Linked DNA regions of Bombyx mori: region 2 is linked to region 1. Evidence: chromatin contacts called from public Hi-C data. All regions are on one chromosome and are shown on one strand. The core of a region is the stretch at or near the end of the contact, and the rest is flanking DNA. Distances in the headings are between cores, read along the strand shown. Region 1 overlaps LOC101742163 (breast cancer metastasis-suppressor 1-like protein). Region 2 holds the start of LOC101738347.

Region 1 (4,505 bases), core at 1,347-3,846:
CAATTGGCTTCTCGCGATGCTACTGTTCCCAATGTCGAGTTTATAAAAACCTTCAATAATAAAATAAATATGTTACGTATTGTGTTAAATGCAAAATGAAATAGAGCGAAATGACATGCAGTTGATTTATTTCAGACTGTAATAAGTTGGGATAAAATTAAATAAAACAAGATGAGATGGGACGAAATAAATTTTCAGTAAAATGTTGGTAATTTGCTGTGACTTCAGTGGGCGGACTTATATAATTTTTCCATACTGGTACCCTATTCACAGATTTTAAACGGTCAATAAGCCACCATCATTATACGCGTAAACTTGCAGACAACGCTTAACAAAATAAAATTCACACAATTTCGCTCCTCGCGTTCCCGCCAAGAGATTCATGATGCGCTATCTGATAAAGGTCTTTTGTACTTTATGTTAATAACAAAATGCACAGTTTTTTTTTAAATTAAAATTTTTTTTGCTAGCAGTTAACATTAAGTCCTTGAAATGTTTAATGTCTGAGTCACCACATTTTCGACGCATAGTGACGAAGTTTTGAGGGAAAAAATTTCAATTTGTGTCCTTAATGAACTTCAGGTGCCATAATTAAACAATAAAGCATTTTACCCGATGTTCCCTGTAATGGGAAGGTACTACGATCCCTCTCAGACACAGCCCACTGAGTTTCTCGCCAGAACTTCTCAGTGGGTCGCGTTTCCGATCCGGTGGTAGATTCTGCGAAGCACGGCCCTTGCTAGGGTTCGTGTTAGCAACGTCATCAGGTTTGAGCCCCGTGAGCTCACCTACTAGTTAAGGCTACGCTGATATAGCCTCTCAAGGCTATCAGCTTAGGAAGGGAAGAAAAAAACTACGATCCCACCGATTTGTGCCGCAAGCAACCTTGTACTGTACAATTGACAGTTCGACCTCATGTTTTTTGTTGTATAATCCACCGCAGTCTAAAGACGTCGCAAATTGAATGCAGTCGTCCAATGTTTCGTAATTATGACTCTGTTCTTTTGAGCTAGAAGTACGGACGCTTCTCGATAGGTCTAACCTTCTTATGGGCCAAAGACGTCTTTGGCCCATGACGGGCGCTCCATGGGCCAAAGACGTCTTTGGAGCTGCGAGTCTGGTTACACTTTTGATCGCGGTAACCCCTTTACCCCATCCGGGTTCTGACCTCGGGGCAGATAGAACGCTTGGACGGGAGTGCCTGAGTCATATAGTGGATAGGTTCCTATATACCATCATTGCGCCCGCGTCCCATCCCGACACCTGCGACCGTCGACTCACGCGTTCCCTAAGCGCGTGGATTCCACAAAAATCGGTCCCCAGCCCAAAATATAACGTAATACTAATACGAACCTGAACGTGCTGACAACTAAATACCGCCCTTAGGGGGCGTCACGTGTCTATCAACTGGCGAAGGTTTTTAATGTTGCATTTCTAAACACTACAGGCAAAAGTATACTATTCAGAAGACCTCGCTTACTAGTTCTTTGTATTAATCATCCTTGAGAACGTTTATGTCTCCTTTGCGTTTCTGTAAATGCATAGGTACCTATGAGATTTTTCGGAAATTTATCCCCTAACGTGTTGACCGACTCTCTTTGCGAACATATATTTACATAAAGTAAAATTATAAATACAATATTATAAATTATCTATAATTTAACTAAAAGAGGATAAATATCACATAAAAATGATAAACTGTTGTATTAAATTGACTACTCAATAATAAACTGTAATTAATCAAACAAGACTTAGTAACTCCCAAGTTGGCCGCTAGATGGCGGTAGCAGTCGCAAAATCATAATTATTTAGAATTTTTTTAATGAATTTTCGTAGTTCTTGGATAACAAATAAAAAAAAACCATTGTTTTTATTGAGATTTAACCTTATCTTCTGGTTAATGAACAAAAAAGGGTTTTAAATTTGATTTTCGTGTGGTGTCCTGTCCACGTTGTTTCTTATCTTATCTATGCCTCAGTAAATTATATTGATAAATTACATATTCAGTGATTCAACAATATTAACTCGTAATTGAAATTTAATGTGTTTGTTTTATGCATATTTACTGTATATATGTGTAAATACTGCATATCTCCTGATTACGTGTGAGCCTAAGAACGCAGGTGGTCAAATGTATCATAGGTAGGTATGTCGTGAGACATAAAATATGTTATTATTGTTTCGAACTTATTTCCAAAATATACTGGATCTTAAAATAACGGCATTTCAAAATAATATTTACCTACCTAATGTATAAATTAATATGAAACGAATGACACAGAAGTTTGTCTAAAACGTGTTACAAAAGCGTCTTATATAAATAGAACATAGCGACACGTGAAAGCAAAATCAGATTGTGAAACACACAGCAATATTCATCAAACATACAAAACGTAATCGACTATTCGAAAATAATTATCATTCAAGAAGAGCAATAAAACTTTGAAATTAACTAATAAAAATATTATGTATTTAAACATCAAACAAGTCGCGTATCAATAATTTTAATAAAGGAACGACAAAATGGCGGACGCTGCGCGTAGCGTTCTGAAAGCGTCTACGCCATGCGGCCGTCCTTGTCTCTCGTAGCGGCTACGAGACGATACGAACGAGACGGGTATAGTACCCTGTGGGGCCTCGAAGTGTCAAGGTGACGAACCCCGATGACTGCGCAAACGCAATCACTATAATATTCGTTTGTCCTTTAGAATAATTTCAGCTATATAACGAGTCTGTGTCGCTCAATTTTGAAAATCGAATGCATTCTGTCGACGGCGTTGTCTGCGAGCATCGGTTTAATGACCTTTACATTTATTGTGCACGTTGAAGTATTCACCCAGCACAGAGCAGATTAATTATTTATCTTGCACTGACTTTACATAGATACTCAAACTCATTTAGTTTCTTTATGAATGTTGTAGTTAAAGTTTTGCTAACGGTAAAACTGTGATTGCCCTTAGTATAATATACTTTATATTTGATTTAAATATTATTCATTGCATTGAATGACGTACAATGTACCCACGTTAAAGTAAGTCTTTGTGAATATTTAAATCGTTTTGCAATGCGTGTTCTGAATCCACAGATAATATATTTTGAAGAGAAAGAATTATTTATTAGCTTCTAAACAAATAATGTGGTTTGCTTATTAATTATTATGTTTTATTTCGTCTTTGATTGTAATCGTTTCGGAATGTGAAAAGGAACAATATGAATTTTCAATGATCTATGTATGTGTGAGATCATAGCGGCCTCTTATATCTCGTTTCGTGATAGAGGAAAATGATAAAACTACACTTTTTAAAGTCAGTTTCCAAAATAAGATATTTTTAACTATGCCGAATAGATAAGCGTGGCTAAGCATGGTTCCACTTAGTGTAGTAGTGTACTGAGACCTTAGAACTTATATCTCGAGGTGGGTGGCGCATTTACGTTGTGGATGTCTATGGGCTCCAGTAACCACTGAACACCAGGTGGGCTGTGAGCTCGTCCACCCATATAAGCAAAAAAAAAAAGTAGTTCAACCTTTTATTTATTTATTGGCCTTGTAGGCAGACGAGTATACGGCCCACCTGATGGTGAGTAGTTACCGTCGCCCATAGACTTCAGCAATGCCAGGGGCAGAGCCAGGCCGCTGCCTACCGCTTGAGACGTGAGGTCGAAGTTTCATTAAATGTAAGTGATATGCGTCATGCGTGGACCTCAATAAAAATACGCCGGAGACGACCATTGGACCACGGCTATCAGTAATTAATTTAGCTCATTTATGACAGATACCTACGGTTATGTTTATACGAATAATCAGTAAATAGCAAGCATATTACAAATCCCTTGGAAAATGAACGGTATTTTTTTATTGCTCAGATGGGCGGATGAGTTGGCGGCCCACGTGGTTTTAAGTGGTTATAGGAGTCCATGGACATCAGCAATGTAAATACCACCACAAATCTCGATACATGAATTCTGAATCTCATTATTTATAGTATTAATAATAAACATTGATTCCAAGCATAAATTAGGTACAAAAAATAAAAACAAAAATAAGAAAAATAATGAGTTTTGGAAAGGGTTACGGCTCAGTAATGCCTAATAGTATCGAGACAATGGGTACTGCGGCGCTGATCTACCGCCGACACCTGCGGAGTGACGTGCATGCACACCAGCATCAGACCGACCAATCATTACGTATTTGAGCTCAGCAATTTTTTTCTCTCTTTTTTTTAAATTGGAACATGCTACACTTTGTTAAGAAAACTAAATTTAAACAAACACACGTACACAACAGTGAAAAAACAAGAATTAAAAAAAAATGTTACGAAAAGGGACAACCAAATGAAATATATTAAATTAATAAAATAAAAATTACAATTGCAATGTATGTTATAGTAGATACGGAATAATTACAATTGATATTTTCGAAATTTATTTGTGTACTCAAAATATATATTTTTAAATTAGCATTTAGAACCGTTAAATCCACGTAATATAATCCGTAATAGAGGGGG
Region 2 (4,681 bases), core at 2,158-4,657, 160 kb after region 1:
TATCTCAAGGTGGGTTGCGCATTTACATTGTAGATATCTATGGGCTCCAGTAACCACTTAACACCAGGTGGGCTGTGAACTCGTCCACCCATCTAAGCAATAAAAAATTAAAAAATAAAAGTAAAAATGTTGTTGTTCATTGTCAAATGCTTCGTGTATAGGCATTCCTGAAACAGGGGCCCTTGACCTGCCTAACTTTAGTGAGCATTTGCCTCCCGACCCGCACGCCCAAGTAAGTACCTTGATGAAGCTGGAGTTGACTTCGATACCACAATAAGCTACAGGATTTTTCTACTAGCGGTGATATTGCGACCTCCGTTGGTCCGAATATGCTTTGTATCGTACCTAATTGTTTTGGATAGGATACGTGTTCTAATAAAAGAAAGATAGGCTTAAATTTCATAACACATATACATTAACATTAAAAACAACTTTAACATACAATTTAGATATACCAAAAAGCTTGTGAATTAATATGGTTGAGAAACAAACACTCGCCGTACTGTACATTGGAAATATCGATCAATATGTCGTTTCAGTAATTGAATTTGAATTTAATATTCATTCATTGCTAATGAAATTCTTTCATTTTTTTTTAAATCGAAAACAAACAGTTATTCTTAAAAAACAAAGCGTACAAATATGACGACACCAAACATAAGCCAATTAAAGGTATTATTTTGGTATTCCACATTTAAGAATCGTCAAAGAAATCGATCGATATTTCGGAATAGATTATTATAAATATTCATTTAACTTGTGACAAGATTTAGCACTACGACGTATATTTATCAATACCTAGTTGTAGTACACAGTTTCATGTTGCGTAATACTGAAGAATGTGAATAATGTTAGTAATCGCTCATACATAGGTTATAGATCAATTTTTCTTTGAAAGCAATTCCTATTAAATGTTGACGTTTGTGAATGCAGTCTGTTGCAATTTTCTAAATGATAATTACCCACCGAACGTATATACCTAGTTGTCTTAACGTTGACATATTTAGTACTGTACCTAAAAGTTTATTAAAATTTAGTAAATTATCAACGAAAGTCAAGAAAAACCAAACTAATTATGTAGGTAGGCACGTAGGAGTACTTTGCAATTATTATAAACATACAATAAGAATAATTATTCATAATGTCATCTAAACGTGTTAAAAAATTAAAAATCTAGTCTACTCATTTTTTTTTTTTTTAAAGCATAAGTGAAAACAGATCACGTAAATGGCCTATTATTTAATTTATATTACATAAATGTATACGATATTTCGATGTTAAGTAAGTACCTACAGGAAATTTGTTATCAGTCAAGCCAGTTCACTTCATTTTTATCTCAACTTCCGTAATCCAAAACCTAAATGTATTTTATTTAGTCATTAAACCGGCTGATGTTGCAAAAAAAACAATTAAAAAAGGCATTAATTTTGTATTTTACACTACCTACCTTATAATTGACACAAGTAATAAATTTTAATAGCCGGTAACGAAATATATTCATATAAGTTCAACATTTCATCTTGAAATTACTATTAAAAGGTTTTAAGCGCTCCTGTCTTCTGTAATTTAAAGATTATGCAATATAAATGACACGTGGCACTGAAATGGCCTTGAAATTTATGTTCTGTATATATTTTATGTATATAGATACAACATGGCTAATTCAATATACATACGTCGATACCTAAACGATATTACGTAACCATGCCGTAAACGTATCGATTCCCGATCACTTCTCGTAGGTAATTCACATATTTGTAAAGTTTCTAACAATAAAACGTAATTACGCAAAAACGAACGTTTTGAAGTTTCGTAATAAACTTAATGATAAAAATTAACCTAACAATACTAAATGTGTGTTTCGTGTGAAATAAGTGATAAGTTGCGATCGAATATCTGTTTTAGAGGACAGAAAAGTTGTTAGCAACAAAGAGTGGGATGCAAAGTAAAAATATCGCGGTGGAGAGGCCCCGAGACCGCGGGCGGATGTTATATAGCTACGTAGGTTAAACCTTCCGCCGTCGCCAGCGCCTCTGGTGGCGGCCAAACGAAATAAACTTCATGCCGCGTACACCCCTCCGATCAAGTTTCGTTCACGACGGGAAATATTGAGTGATATTTTTAAGTAATTTTAAATTTGTTAAAATTTTTCGTCTATATAAAATTTTAGATATTACATCAAATAAACACTATTCATTCAAGACGTTTTAGGTTATTTTCATAATTCACTGTATTCATAGGTAGTTCATAAAATTTCGAAGTCGAATTATAATTGTAGAATATGAATAATACATTAAAAAAGCTTTATTACAAATTAATAGTGGCACTGATTTTTTATTGTCGTTGTCATAAGTAGACGAAGCCCGCCTATTGTGAATCGGGTTCGCCTAATGTAGTTTTGCTGAACTTTATATTAATCATTAAGTTTCTCCAAAGCAATTAAAATTGTGACATCATATCTTAAGATATGGGACTAACCTACGCCAGATGTTACAAAAATAGATATATTTTTTTAAATTATAGTTTTGAAGATTAAACATATTTATCGTTTATTTTAATGACTGATTCAATATCTTTACAAAGATCATTAAAACAAAAATATTTTTACACTAAAAAATTTATTAGGAATTACCAACATTGGCTATTAAGTAAAAACTACATTTAAAAACCCTTGGATAGGGCCCATTCTCGTAAATCATTTACATAATCCCCTTTAGTTTCAATCAACCGCGCAACTTCATGGACTCTAGTTTCTACGTATCTCTTGTTCTTCTGTTTTAAATATTGTTTGATTTCATCGTTCAAAAGCCATATGTCGCCTTCAATTTTTCTTATTATGGATATTTTACGCATTCCCCTGTAAGTAATCTTTAAATAGATAGGTAGCTCAGCATTTTTTGTTCTTGATAAAAAGTATGGATGGTTTAACGCCTCTTCTTTTGGGGGGACCCATCCTGAAGGATAACTATCTTTGGGAATTATCTTAGGTATAGTAGTAAACGGCAGCAAACGTTTGACGTATTCCCATTCTGGCGGATTCTTTTCTATTTCATAATTATATTGCTCTTTGATTTTACGCACAAACGGTGATTTTCCGTAACTAGAGTAATGTTTTGAAGATAGTGCCTGAAACAAAAACATGGGTTTTTAATAGAAATGATTTCAAAAGATTACGGTTTTTTTCTCTATTCCATCCATATAAATGAAATAATAACCATTTTAAACATGTTAAATATATTTGAGCATAAATGCTAATCATTAATCAACGTCACACTGAAATTAATCAATCAAAAAAATGTTAAAGAAACTTGCGCGGTAGGTTGTACACCCATAGTACTGTCACATGTCGTGGTCAAAGCGACATTACGACGCGACGCGAGTGAAAATACAATAAAATAATTACCAATTGTGATTCCGGCAATAATTTTGCACCCAAATCAAGTGAGTTGTTCAAGATTCGTCCATTTTTTCCAAATAAAAGTCGCGCAAACGCGGAGTGTGTTCGTAATACGGTCGCCATTTTGAATAGCGAATAGAGCGAATTGCTACAAGAGCAATAAGAACTATATTATTCGTTTCGAAGGAAACATTATGGCGGACGCCTGCAGACATTCGTGCTTTTCAAAAATCGTTTTCTAAGTTTAATTGCGCGTTTTTATTGAACTTTTTCGCATATTATGGTGCATTGTGTATGTAAATAACTGTTTATTGTGGTTTTTCGAGATTCCATCGGATAAATTGTGAGTATTTTGTGAGGACATAGCAGAGGTGCGCCACGGCTAGGGAAATGATTTGGTGCTTTCGTTCGTTCGACGCACACGCACTGGGTCAGCTGTAGGTGGCGTTAGCTGTCGCTTCGTTTCACCACCAAAACATACAAGTTTTTCATGAGTTTTCCGCTGCGAATTTCTATGCAACTGTACATGTAAACAGATATTCTGTTAGTTAATGCTCTATGTAGTCCTTTTGTCATCCGAAATATAGCAAAATAGTCCTTTATATATAATAGAAATAACATCAAATTAATGCGCGAACTTGTTGATTACTGTGTGTTCGCTTTTGTTTACGAAGATTTGTGGACACGATTTTTAAGTGAATCGGAACAAAAAATTAGATAATTTAGACCTATCTATGTGAGAATTATATTTGATTTAATAATAATTTTTTTTTAAATGATATATAATAAAGAAAAACAAGAATAATTTGCTAAAGTAATTCACATATATTTATTACCACGTTGCTTGTTTTGGGGGGTGTAGTGGTACTTAATAAGTTATATTTGTCTTTTTCAGGTCCAGATGGCATATTATGGAGGCGTGTTATGGCAGAAATTCATCCTAGCACAAACAGTGAGGAGTCTGTAGAGCAAAATTCAAGCAATTTTGTAAGTAAAATTGAAAACGACTGTGATTCCTGCTCTGAAGAAGTAATAGGAGAACACAGTCTAAATACAGATACAAATAATCTTCAAATTGAAGAGTCCGGTAAAAAAAAACCTAGGGGCATCTCGTCGGTCACTCTCCGATCGACCAATAAAAACAAAGACAATCAACATCTACCTAATGTCGGGAGAACGGGAATATCTCCCAATACACATTCCATCATGAAAACTAAGCAAACTAAAGATGAACAGGACAAGAGTATTGATGAGGAAACAGTGATAGAACCTAAGACGAGGGCC

Evidence for each region. Hi-C and Micro-C count contacts between places; a contact is called where the count stands out from the background.
Region 2: a contact with region 1 is called in a Hi-C map of middle silk gland, with 2.2 times the contacts expected there. The contact joins the promoter of LOC101738347 here to the enhancer-like site in region 1. A contact is called at or near these places in 3 of 7 Hi-C or Micro-C datasets (middle silk gland, posterior silk gland and whole pupa).

What each region holds. Positions count from the first base shown.
Region 1 is chr18:2,194,980-2,199,484 of ASM3026992v2, forward strand. All of the region lies in intron 3 of LOC101742163 (breast cancer metastasis-suppressor 1-like protein), which reads left to right. Among protein-coding and RNA genes, the nearest start is that of LOC101742163, 33 kb to the left of the region's middle. Within about 2 kb of position 2,597, at least 8 of the 8 cell types and tissues checked have open chromatin away from gene starts, as enhancers often do.
Region 2 is chr18:2,352,488-2,357,168 of ASM3026992v2, forward strand. LOC101738347 reads left to right here and starts at 3,408. Exons shown (of 10, transcript XM_021349382.3): 1 at 3,408-3,740; 2 at 4,293-4,681. The coding sequence starts at 4,322. It overlaps LOC101742303 (large ribosomal subunit protein mL49), which reads right to left and starts at 3,845. Exons shown (of 2, transcript XM_004928077.5): 1 at 3,404-3,845; 2 at 2,602-3,126. The coding sequence starts at 3,520. The coding sequence ends at 2,662.